Linked DNA regions of Mus musculus: all the other regions are linked to region 4. Evidence: chromatin contacts called from public HiChIP or PLAC-seq and promoter capture Hi-C data. All regions are on one chromosome and are shown on one strand. The core of a region is the stretch at or near the end of the contact, and the rest is flanking DNA. Distances in the headings are between cores, read along the strand shown. Region 1 has its middle 38 kb from the start of Rnf138rt1. Region 2 holds the start of Rnf138rt1 (ring finger protein 138, retrogene 1). Region 3 has its middle 29 kb from the start of Ap1s2. Region 4 holds the start of Ctps2 (cytidine 5'-triphosphate synthase 2).

Region 1 (2,700 bases), core at 78-2,577, 820 kb before region 4:
GGCATAAGAACTATCTAAAATTAACTTTCAAAGACGATTTATTTCACTTGTGTGTGTGTGTGTGTGTGTGTGTGTGTGTGTGTGTGTGTGTGTGTGTCTATAACACGTTTACAGGGACCCAAGGAATCCAGAAAAGTGTGCCCAATTCCTTGGAACTAGCGTTACAGGTGGCTAGAAACTGCCTGACATGACGGCTGGGAATCAAATCCCAGTCCTTTGCAACAGCAACAAGGACTCTTAGCTGCTGAGCCTATCTCCCAGCATCTATCTTAATGTGCTTCTGATTATTATTCCCTTTGTCTGTTGGGAGAGAGCAGAGGGATTTCTGGCATTCTGTTCTACATGCAGCAGTGTTTCACAGAACCAGTGGACAAACAGGTGGTTTCATTCCCATGAGATTCAAATGTGCCCAACATTCCAATTTAGCCAGCCCACAAAGGCCATTTCTCATGAGCTTGCTTCACCTCTGGAGAAAACCCTGTCTACCACCTTTCCTCAGTTCATTTCTACCCATAAAATAATCCTTTTGTGACTGTTTCTCCTGAAAAGCAACTCTTAGTGCCTGAGATAGAAGAAATGAAAAAGAACGATGGAGGTAAAATTTGAGAGACTTCCCCCTCTGGGCCCTTGAAAGGAAAGCTGTTTTAGTGAGGCTTTCAAATGATGAAAAATTTGATAGCTAATTTGGACAAAACAGGAAATCAGGTGCCCCCCCCCCCCCCAGGGAGTGAGTCATGAAATGCACTTGTGTTTCAAAGCCTCCAGTGCAGTTTGAGAATGAGCACAGAGCAGGGCTTCACATGTCCTGCTTGGCAAGTTCTCAGTGTCTGTCTCAGGATCCAAGTACATTTGCTAACCTCTAAATCCCTCAGAGGCACATGCAGTGGTGTCCCAAGAGCATAGTAAGGAAAACACTGGGTCTGGTCCTGATTTCCATTCTGAAAAACCTGGCCTTGGTGTCTGGGAGAAGCAGCAGATTCATAGACCAGAATCTATTTATATCCCCAAATATTCAATGTTTGTGCTTCACCCTAAAAGGCAATGTGAATTACACCGGAAAGTCGTGTGCTGAAAAAAAAATATGGATCTAATCAATCCAGCATCGCTCAGGAAAACAAAGCCGTTATTAGGCTAAGGCTGTTCATTTTCCCGGTCAAGACCTGGAGGCGTGGCAATTTAAAGTTTTAGCTCTGCAACAAGCAACCCTTTCGCCTTGGAAACCTTTCTCCCTCTCTTCTGTTGCTAGGTCCTCCAGCTCTGTTCAAGCACTGTGCTTAATAGCTTTTGCGAGGAAGTGACATTCAGAGTTCCCTCTATCTGTCAGCATAATACCAAGGTTTGAAAAATCGCATGTTATGTTAGTGAGGCTCTCTCCTTCCCTGAAGTCTGAGCCTCCCTACAACCTGCTTCCCAGCCTGAAAATACATTCAAAGAACAATTTAAAAACGACTCTAACATTCGGCCAATTATTTCTGGGTTAACAGTATTAATTTTTCCATGTTGAAAATAGCTGCTTTAATTGGTAAAATATAACATAAAATGTATCTGTGAATAAAGGTGCTTTTTCATTGTGTGTCCTTTTCTCAAAGCTTTCCCTTCCCAGCTGGTTACTAGGGGTGACAGAGGATAATGATTTGAATGCATTGTTCTGCGTTCTCTCTTTCTTTCATGTGCTTGTCAAGCAGCAGCTGCTTAACAAATAACTGTTAAACGTTGCGATGAATTACAGAGTGCCTAAAGCAGACCTGCCTGGTTTATATTGTGCTCCAGGTCAATATACAAGCTTTGTACTCATTGGAAGAAAAACAAAATCTTTTTTAAGTATCTCAGAGGGGGGTATCAACATTGTTATACATATAGTTTTAATTTAATGATTTGCTTTATTATGAAAAAATGCTAAAACAGCAAAATTGAAAATATCACCTAGATTCTTAGACACACACACATATATAAAATTAATTATTTGAGAACGTCATACATGCATACAATGTATTTCCTTTAAGGTTCATTCCTCCTCATTCCTGCACTCCTCTTCACGTCCTTTCTTTCTTTCTTTTTTTAAACTCACGGAGCCCAATCAATGTTGCCCATATACTTCAGAGTGTAGGGCCATTTACTGGAGTATGGTTGATCTATCAGGGTCCACACCCTTAAACAATGTCAACCATCCCTTCCTCAAAAGCTACATTTAGCATGCCAACATTTAACAATTATTGGTTATGCAGCTGCTTCTTGACAAGCACATTGTCAGCTGTCAGCATCTCCTCAGCTAGGGTTGGGGGCTCGTGAGTCTCACATCACTCCATGGTGGAATGCTAATTGGCCAATCACTTATATTTTAACATGCCTATTCACTTATGTTTCTTATCTAGTTTCTTATTTATGGACACCTGGAATGTTCTCGTTTTAACTATTAAAGCAATTTTTAACTTTTGGGTATGTTTGTTCAATAGCTGTATATTATTTCTCTTGAGTAGTATCTAGGAGAAATTACGGGATCGTAGGCTCATTATACATTTAGTTTAACAAAAAACCAGCCGACTTTTGCTGGCGATGGTGAACAATCTTACAATAACAACAATGTATGAATTCTAATCATCCAATTCTTTAAAAATTTTGGTTTTTAAAATTTTCATATATGTGTACTATATTTACATTAATCCTCCTCTTTCCTTCAACTCCTCCCATGCCTCCTCTCAA
Region 2 (2,700 bases), core at 13-2,512, 860 kb before region 4:
AAGTTGTGAAATCTATGTACAGCACACTGGGTAGCTGGTTAATAAGACACTGTTTGCTAGGAAACAGTTCCATGGAGAACACGTTTGGGATACCATCTCACTTGATATTTTCAGAAGTCTATGAACAATTTCAATTGCAGCCCACGGTGCCATTTTACAGATGAGCAATCAGAGGCTCTTGGTGTGCCTTTTGTATTTCAACACTTCTCCCCCCCCCCCGTGTGTGTGTTTGTGTTCACCTTTTGGATTTAGCATACCTGAGCACCCTCAGGGGAGTGCCCAGGGAAGGACAGGCAGCAATGATGAAGGTAAAAGCTACATTTTTAGCTAAGTCTTGGGTGAGAATTTTTTAAGTGAATAAAAATAAAGTCTCTCGAAGATATGCACTATCACTGTCAGTGGCTCTGGGTGACAAGGGACACTGAGTAGAAACTCAGAAGTGCATGGTGATGGCGAAGGGTCAGGCTCTTGCTCTTGTCGGAACATCTAGGACATCACTAATTTGTTGGGTGATATGAGAGAAAATATTTCATCTGCCTGGACCTCAGAGTAGATAATTTCTCAAGCTCATATACAGTTAACATCACACAATTTCTTGCTTGGCTTTGTAGAACAGATGGGAAAAATCCTAAAGCAGGGGTCTGGTAAGAGGTCAGCTATTTAGCTTGTAGATTTCTGCTTTGGATCTATGGGCCTCACCTGTCTAGTTTAAGGACTGAGAGGTTTCTCAGTTCTCATTAATGAAAGGAGAGGACTGACAAGCTGAATTAGTGAATTTTAGGAATTTTAAATGATGCACGCTGAAGAGTAAAGAAACGTGGTATATACAGGAGAGCCAATATACTGTTACACACAGTAGCCTGATAGCAGTGGTCCACATAGAATGATCACTTAGGTACCTGGAGGACTTTATGAAGACGTAGGGATTAAATCCAGCGGCTTGCGCTTGCAATCGAATCACCAAGCTGTGCTGGCGGATCTCTTTGTACTCTTCCCAGACAGGGGCTCCCTAAATCTCTCAGTCTGGGTTTGAACTCGCGATCATACTGCCTCAGCACCCCTTAATGGCTAGGATTACAAGCCTGCGCCACTAGGCCCAGCTGGATTTAAAAACAAAAACAGAAAACAAACAAACAAAAAAAAACTTGGTAAAGTAAGCGGACCTGGCAGCTTACGTCACAACCAGCTGAAGGCGCGACGCGCTGGTTGCTATGGAGGCCGTCCTATTGACCCCGCCTCCGGCTCTCCTGTGGCTATCCACTCTGCAGTGACCAACCAGCCTGGCAGGCAGCAGTTACCTCTCAACTGATGGCTGAATAGGAGGTATCTCCATCACCATGAGCTTCGGGTCTGGCGGGTTCTGAGGCTCATAAGAACAGAGCATCACCCGTCATTCGCTGGAGATCCAGTGGTCTGAAGCTCACTCAACTGCTGGACAGAAAGGCGCTGAAATCGGACTGCAGCAGGGGACCACCTGTCTGCGGATCTGCCGCGGAGAGAGCTTGACCCAAAGCGCTGCTTGGAGAGGATCCGGAGGGGAGCTCTGAGCCGCCACCGCCACCTTGGCAGCCGCGAGCCGCCATCGCCTTGGGCTTCTACCGGTCGCCACTATGGCCGAGGAAGAATCTGCCTCCACCACGTCTTATACTGAAGATGATTTCTACTGTCCGATATGCCAAGAAGTCTTCAAAACGCCAGTTCGGGTCGCGGCCTGTAAGCATGTTTTCTGCAGAAAATGTTTCCTGAGTGCAATGAAGGAGAGCCGGCTCCACTGCCCCCTGTGCCGTGGAAATGTGACTAGAAGAGAAAGAGCTTGTCCAGTGAGGGCTGTAGACCTCGAAACCATCATGAGACATTTTCCTGGTAATTGCCGATGCTGTTCCCAGCGCGTTGAACTCTATCGTATGAGGCAGCACTACAAAACTTGCGAAAAGTACCAGGATGAATTTGGAGTTTCTACATCTGTTTCAAGCTTCCAACAGTCTCCAAACTCCGTGGGCAACAGTAACAACGAGGCACCGGCCTCAGCGAATGCTGAGGTTTTACAAGAAGAGGAAGAGAACGCAAGCCCACCTGATGAGCCCACCTTCGATTGTCCTCTGTGTGAAGAAGTAACCATGAGCAGGCAACGTTTGCTGGATCATTGCAACAGCAGCCACCGAGGTCGTGTCGTTTCAGTCACTTGCCCAATTTGCCTATCTCTTCCATGGGGCGACCCGCCTCAACTCACCAGAAATTTTGTTAGTCACCTTAATCAGAGGCATCAGTTTGATTACGGAGATTTCGTGAATCTTCAGCTGGATGAGGAAACCCAATTTCAGATCGCCATTGAAGAGTCCTTCCACGTCAACATCTAGAGGGACTGTACTCATTTCTACAATTGTTCCTAAGGGACAATTTACATTAAAACATCCCTTCAATAACTTGATGTTTTAAATAAAAGTGATCAGTCTGACCTTTTAGTTTTTCTTTCATTACAAATCGAAATTATGTTAAAACTTAGTCCCTTGGACAAGAGGATCAGGGAGGGGGAAGGAAGAGGACAGAAGAGGAGTGGGGAGGGATGGGAGAGAAGAAAAGAGGGTGGGGATCAGGAATGGGGAGGAGCAAGGGAAGAGATAGTATGTGGGGCTGGGTGGGGTGGCACATGCCTTTAATCCCAGCACTAGGGAGGCAGAGACAGGTGGATTTCTGAGTTCG
Region 3 (2,700 bases), core at 194-2,693, 980 kb before region 4:
TGGGATTATCCATTCCATTAGGGATTTGAACTCAGACAGAGCTGTACGTTTTTGCTCATTCTTATTCTCAAAATAATAATATCCCATCTTTGAGCCAATTTTATTTCAAATTCTTTCTAGCTAAGACTGCTATAAGCTATAATACCTAGCAAAGAAATAGCAAAGTATATTGCTTTTTTTTTTTCATGCAACCCTGGTGATCTTCCCCTTTCGATTTCATTTTTATTTAAATTGTAACAGGACAGGAAAAAATATTGAATTTCTCTGTCATTCCTAGCCTGTGATCCATATTAAATTGTTTTTGTTCCCCACTCAGTGAAAAATGTTTCCATGACACACATTTTTTTAACCCAGAATTTTACATAATGAAGCATGGATTCATGATAGAACTTGAAGAAAAGAAAAGAATAGCCCTGACGTTGTTACAATAACTGCTTGCATATCCGCTGTATAAACAACAGAATTATTTCTAATGTTTCCTCTAGTAGGTCATTTTTCCTTGGGAGGAGCCCACTAGCAGCAAAGTATATGCATTTGGGGAAAAATTAATCTATGTTTGTCTTCATTATGATAACAACATACATTTCTCTCAAGAATTTCAAGCCCATGGCATCCATTCTAAAACACTCTTGTGGCCGAGCTAGACAACATCTTCCTCCTTTTGTGATTAGAATGAAAGCATTGGGGAAGGCTATTTATGCACCAATTAGTGTCTTCCTTGTCTTGATGCTTATTTAGAGCTGAGGTCAAAATGAGCCACTCAGAGGCTGTTTTAGTTTGGGACTAAAGCAGAGATCTGCAGTGTGGGAATCAGAAACCGAGATCGGAAAGCTTTGAGTTAACTGTGGAGGCGATCCAGGGAAGCCTGAGGGACAGAGGGAACACAACACGTTATACAAGCCCAGGGGAAGTCACTAAAAAGGATGAGTTACCGAGGAAATAATCAGTGAGTGAACTAAGCTAAGCTTCCAAACAGTCTCACTGAGAACAAGAAAGCTGAGATGCTTAGCCATAGACTTTTTGGTTGGTCTCTCACTGGTTAAGGGCTGCCCCTGGAGGTGATAAATCTGAGGCATTTCCTGGACAGCCTGGGCACAAGATGGGCAGCTCTAAAGGTGCTTTAAGGAAGCCACAGGCAGACAAGCAGAGAGACACTGGCAGTTGCCCCAGGGAAGAGCTGTCTGCATGTGCCAGACAGTCTTCTTTAGTCACCACAGATGACCCTGGAATGGGTCAAGACGTGGGGAAGGAAATTTTCGGTGTGTGCCAAGTTGGCCAGGACATGCAGCTTCATTAGCAGAGCTAAGGTCTGATCCCTGGAGGAGATCAGTATTGTCCGTCCTGGCTCAGGCCTATCATAAACACTTCAGATGAGTGAAGCATCCTAGGTGAAATTACCCAGCGTTTCCTTTAACACTGTGGACCGGTGCCTCTAGAGCTATTTTTAGATACAGCCTCTGCTGTTTCATGCTGTGGTTTGAGAGGAAGCACATACTAGCATAATTTGTTCTAACTCTGGGTTTTCATTTGAAACATCTGAAAGGCTTTGAAGGAAAATACAGATGCTCAGGCACCACCCACTCAAAATAGAATAGCTATACTCACCAACAAATGAACGGATGGAAAAAATGCAGATATGCATGCAAGGACATCTTATTCAGCTGGGGAGTGCTTGTTATTTGGAGGAAAATGGGTGTGACCAGAGATCATCACGTTAAGTGAAATAAACCAGACTCAGAAGGACAAACATCTGTTTTCTCTCATCTGTCGACTTTTGAGTGAAATAGGAATGGAAGGAGAGCATGAAAGTAAAAGGAGCTACTATGAGGTGAAATGAATGGGGAGAGCGAGAATAAAGGGGAGCAAACACAAACTATTGCATGCTGTCTTTCACGTGCAGAATACAGATTTAAATATACACATGTGTGTGCGACATAGAAGCAGAAGGGGACCATGGATAGGAGCAGAAGGGATGAGATGGGGCTGTAGGTGAACTGAGTAAGAGCAAGGTATGATGATACGTATATAGGAACATGTCATTGTTTGTTTGTTTGTTTGTTTGTTTGTTTGTTTTTTAAATAGATTCAAACTGTGTACCCCTGGCCTGGAACATGCTATGTAGACCAGGCTGACCTGGAACTCACAGAGATCTGTCTGTCTTTTGCCTCAAGGCTTCTCCACCAAAATGTCATTTTTAAGCAATAAAAAAATAGGACTTCTAAGATAGAAGTCAAGTATGTATGTGTTTGTATGTGTGTCCATGCATGTCTAACTCTCCCGATGATTCTGATGTGTAGCCAAACTTGACGCTGTCAGGTAATGAAGGACATAACTCTGGAAAACTGGGTTCCCACAGGCTGGATATAGGTTTCTGGGACTTCACTGATTCAGTCTCTCTACAGCTTTCTTTGAGTACTGCTCCCTCCGTAGAGCTCAGTTTCCCCATTAGGGAAACAGGGATACCATCTCTATGTCACCAACTTCTTTGAGGAAAATGTCTGCTCTCAAGGCAGGCACATAATTGGTGCCTGTTCACTGTCAGCTTTCACATTCCCCAGCCCTGAGCAACTTGCTCTGAAAAGTGCCAGCAAAGTGCCAGTGCATGCCCATATTCTGGCAAATGAAACTGGAATTCTCACATGTAGGTGGAGAGGGTGGTGGTGCAAGGACAAAAGGATCGTTGCAGTGTCAGAAGTAAAT
Region 4 (2,700 bases), core at 122-2,621:
AGAAACAAACAGAGAGAGACAGAGACAGAGAGACAGAGAGAGAGACAGAGACAGAGAATGGATGCAACAATTGTGAGCTATATGTTACAGCTTTGTACTAAGCTTGGAGTGGGGGGTTTCAAATTAAAACACATCTCTGTTCCAACTTGCCACACATGCATTTCCACTCCACTGTGCAGGCCTACACCAAGAGACACCTTTCTAACGATGCTCATTTTAAAAGTAATATAAATCGAACACAAAGAAGTACTTACAGGATAAGCCCGATTTATGTCCGATTTATGACGTGATGAGCAAAACTAAGCCAAGACAGTGATCATCAAAACAGTGCAAGGGGGCGGAGTAGGGAAATGAACTGTCTAGAAGAAAAAGAGCACCAAGGACCTCTGTAGGTTGGTGAAAACGGTCTAAATCTAGTCAAACCCCACAGACCTGATGTGAAATGGCACATTTCAAGAGCATAAAGTACACATCAATTGTTTTGAAGACGTCATCCGCCTCCCCCAGGTGGTAGAGTTTAGCATGCCAGCTAGAAGGGTTGTTGTTTAACCTGTACGCTGGTGCAGAAAGCCTACTCAAAACCGTCCCCGCGGAGCTCGCCCCACTGTCTCGTGGTTTCACTTCCGCCAACGCCATCTCGGGGCTCCACAAAGCAGAGAAAAATAGGGCTTGGGGTGTGAAATCCAGCGCGGAGAGGCACACCCCAGGGACGCGCCGATTTGGAGCCCGGGTCACTAGCTACCTCCAGGAGACAGGCTCTGACTGAGCACCCGGCACTAGTGGGTGTTGTCCTTACCCCACCCCCACCCTGTCCCCAAGGCCCATTGGATCGCCTAGGTTTTCGAACACTATGTGGGAGATGCGAATGGCTGTGGGCTGGGCGTGGGCACCAGCTATAAGGGGACAAAACTGCCCAGGCCCCAAATGTGCTGCGGGCAAGGCCGAAATGGTCCCGGGGGACAAATGGTGTTCTAGGCACCGAGGCCGGAGGGGAAGAGGCCCAGGAGGGGTGTTACCTGTGCAGTGGCGAGGGCGCCCTGGAGGGTGGCTCACGCGGCTCCACCCAGCGGCCAGCCTGGCCTGGCGCTCACCTGTCCTACGGGTGCAGGGACCGCATCTAGGGCTCTCTGGTCACCACTCGATCCTGCCTGCCCCCAGGGACTGAGGAGCCCTCCTCACCCACCTTCCCCTCGCAGTCCGGCAGCCGGCCCAGCTGACTCACGCTGGTTGTGAAATTGCGAGTGCTGCAGCGTTGGGTTCCAGGGACAGTACAAAACAAGCGCCTAAAAAGTGTTTCCTATAGCACAGGCAGCTCCCATCACCCTCTGCTCTAGACGTCCTTGGCCCCAGGCCACAGTATGGGCCGGCCCCTCCCTCCCCCCTTTCCCCCTCCCTACCCCCTTCCTCCTCCCCTCCCTCCTGTGGTTAGCTAGCTTCAGGCCAGCCCCTGAAGGCTCCAGGACTGCTCTGAACCCCCACCCCCACCCCACGACTAGCCTAGCCCCTTGCTTGGATTCTCCCGCCAACTTCACTCACCATAAATGTTTGACCATCTGCTACAGTGCAGCCCAGCGGTCCACCACCGCAAAAGGTGGGAAAGGAGGAAAACAAAGCAGAATTCTTGCCTAGGAGCTCACTGCCCATCTACATGTTCATTGGTAAATGAACTTCATTAGCCCAAAGTTAGGAAGAGAGGAGGAGCAGAGCTAAGTAGGAGAGAAGGCTTCCAAAGCGACTTTGGGGGAGTGTTTAAAAGATAAGTGTGGCAAAGGACACCCAAGGCTGTTTCAGGTGTAGGAAAGGAGGAAAAACAACTGAAAAATAAAAGATCTAACTGGACACAGGTTTGAAGGGAGCAGACGTTTTAGAAAAGCCGCGAATTTATTTTATTTTATTTTATTTTATTTTATTTTATTTGGTTTTTAAGACAGGCTAGGACTGGAGATGTAGCTCATTTGGTAGAGTGCTTGCCTAGCAAATACAAGAAAGATCACACTGTATCTTAATACACTACATCAAACGCATGGTAGTACATAACTGTATTGCAGCGACGGAACATGGAAACAAAAGGAAACAGAAGTTCCAGATCCCCCTTGAATACTTAGTAAATTCCAGGCCAGTCTGGGTTATGTGAGACCTCAGCAACAGTAAGAGGTGCATTGTGTCACTGGCTCTCCTGGAGATCTGTATGCAGACCAGGCTCGTCTCAAACTTAGAATAATCTCCTGCCCTTGCCTCCCAAATGACCATGAGATTTTTGAGTAACAAGGATAAAACAGGACTCAAAACTTAGACAAACGTTACTGAAGACCTCGTGGAGTTTAGAAACACAACTACGAACGAAAAGCCAGTTGTAATCTATATAAATCTAGATCTCTAACAAAACCAGTTTTATGAATTGTGTCAAGTAGGGCAAAGTGGGAGCCTCTTTAGAATGTAAATGTAGTAGAGGGCCAAAGGTCTAATCCTGGAGGTCAGAGACTGAAATCCACCAGAGCCTATTGGACAGCAGGAAAACGGGAAAGAGAGGGATTGAAGAAGGCAAAAGCCCCAGCAAGTTTAGCAGCAGAGGGTATGATATTGGAAGGCAAGATTTCAAAGGAAAGCCAGGCTTGGTGGCTCACATCAGTCATCCCAGCACTTGGGACTCAGAGAAAGGCAAGTTCCAGGATATTATACCTTCTTCTGGTCCCTTCAGGT

The links. Promoter capture Hi-C pulls out the DNA fragments that hold promoters and counts their contacts. HiChIP or PLAC-seq counts read pairs in DNA pulled down with a chosen protein or histone mark.
Region 1: a promoter capture Hi-C map of hippocampal neurons shows a contact between it and region 4, with 3 times the contacts expected there. The contact joins the enhancer-like site here to the promoter of Ctps2 in region 4. A contact is called at or near these places in 3 of 39 promoter capture datasets (the 3T3-L1 cell line, the C10 cell line and hippocampal neurons) and 2 of 115 datasets of contacts at active chromatin or transcription factors (the NIH/3T3 cell line and astrocytes).
Region 2: a promoter capture Hi-C map of hippocampal neurons shows a contact between it and region 4, with 4 times the contacts expected there. The contact joins the promoter of Rnf138rt1 here to the promoter of Ctps2 in region 4. A contact is called at or near these places in 3 of 39 promoter capture datasets (the 3T3-L1 cell line, cranial neural crest and hippocampal neurons) and 3 of 115 datasets of contacts at active chromatin or transcription factors (embryonic hindbrain, large pre-B cells and stem cell-derived neural progenitor cells).
Region 3: an H3K27ac HiChIP or PLAC-seq map of large pre-B cells shows a contact between it and region 4, with 5 times the contacts expected there. The contact joins the enhancer-like site here to the promoter of Ctps2 in region 4. A contact is called at or near these places in 4 of 39 promoter capture datasets (the C10 cell line, cranial neural crest, frontonasal cranial neural crest and 1 more) and 5 of 115 datasets of contacts at active chromatin or transcription factors (T-cell acute lymphoblastic leukemia, double positive thymocytes, embryonic stem cells and 1 more).

What each region holds. Positions count from the first base shown.
Region 1 is chrX:163,721,963-163,724,662 of GRCm38.p6, reverse strand. No RefSeq gene overlaps it. Among named protein-coding and RNA genes, the nearest start is that of Rnf138rt1, 38 kb to the left of the region's middle. Within about 2 kb of position 1,327, at least 31 of the 459 cell types and tissues checked have an H3K27ac peak or open chromatin away from gene starts, as enhancers often do. A contact at or near this core is called in hippocampal neurons, where this site is marked.
Region 2 is chrX:163,759,894-163,762,593 of GRCm38.p6, reverse strand. Rnf138rt1 (ring finger protein 138, retrogene 1) reads left to right here and starts at 1,262. Exons shown (of 1, transcript NM_028842.3): 1 at 1,262-2,455. The coding sequence starts at 1,611. The coding sequence ends at 2,357.
Region 3 is chrX:163,878,299-163,880,998 of GRCm38.p6, reverse strand. No RefSeq gene overlaps it. Among named protein-coding and RNA genes, the nearest start is that of Ap1s2, 29 kb to the left of the region's middle. Within about 2 kb of position 1,443, at least 69 of the 459 cell types and tissues checked have an H3K27ac peak or open chromatin away from gene starts, as enhancers often do.
Region 4 is chrX:162,900,231-162,902,930 of GRCm38.p6, reverse strand. It overlaps Ctps2 (cytidine 5'-triphosphate synthase 2), which reads right to left and starts at 1,371. Exons shown (of 19, transcript NM_001168568.1): 1 at 1,184-1,371.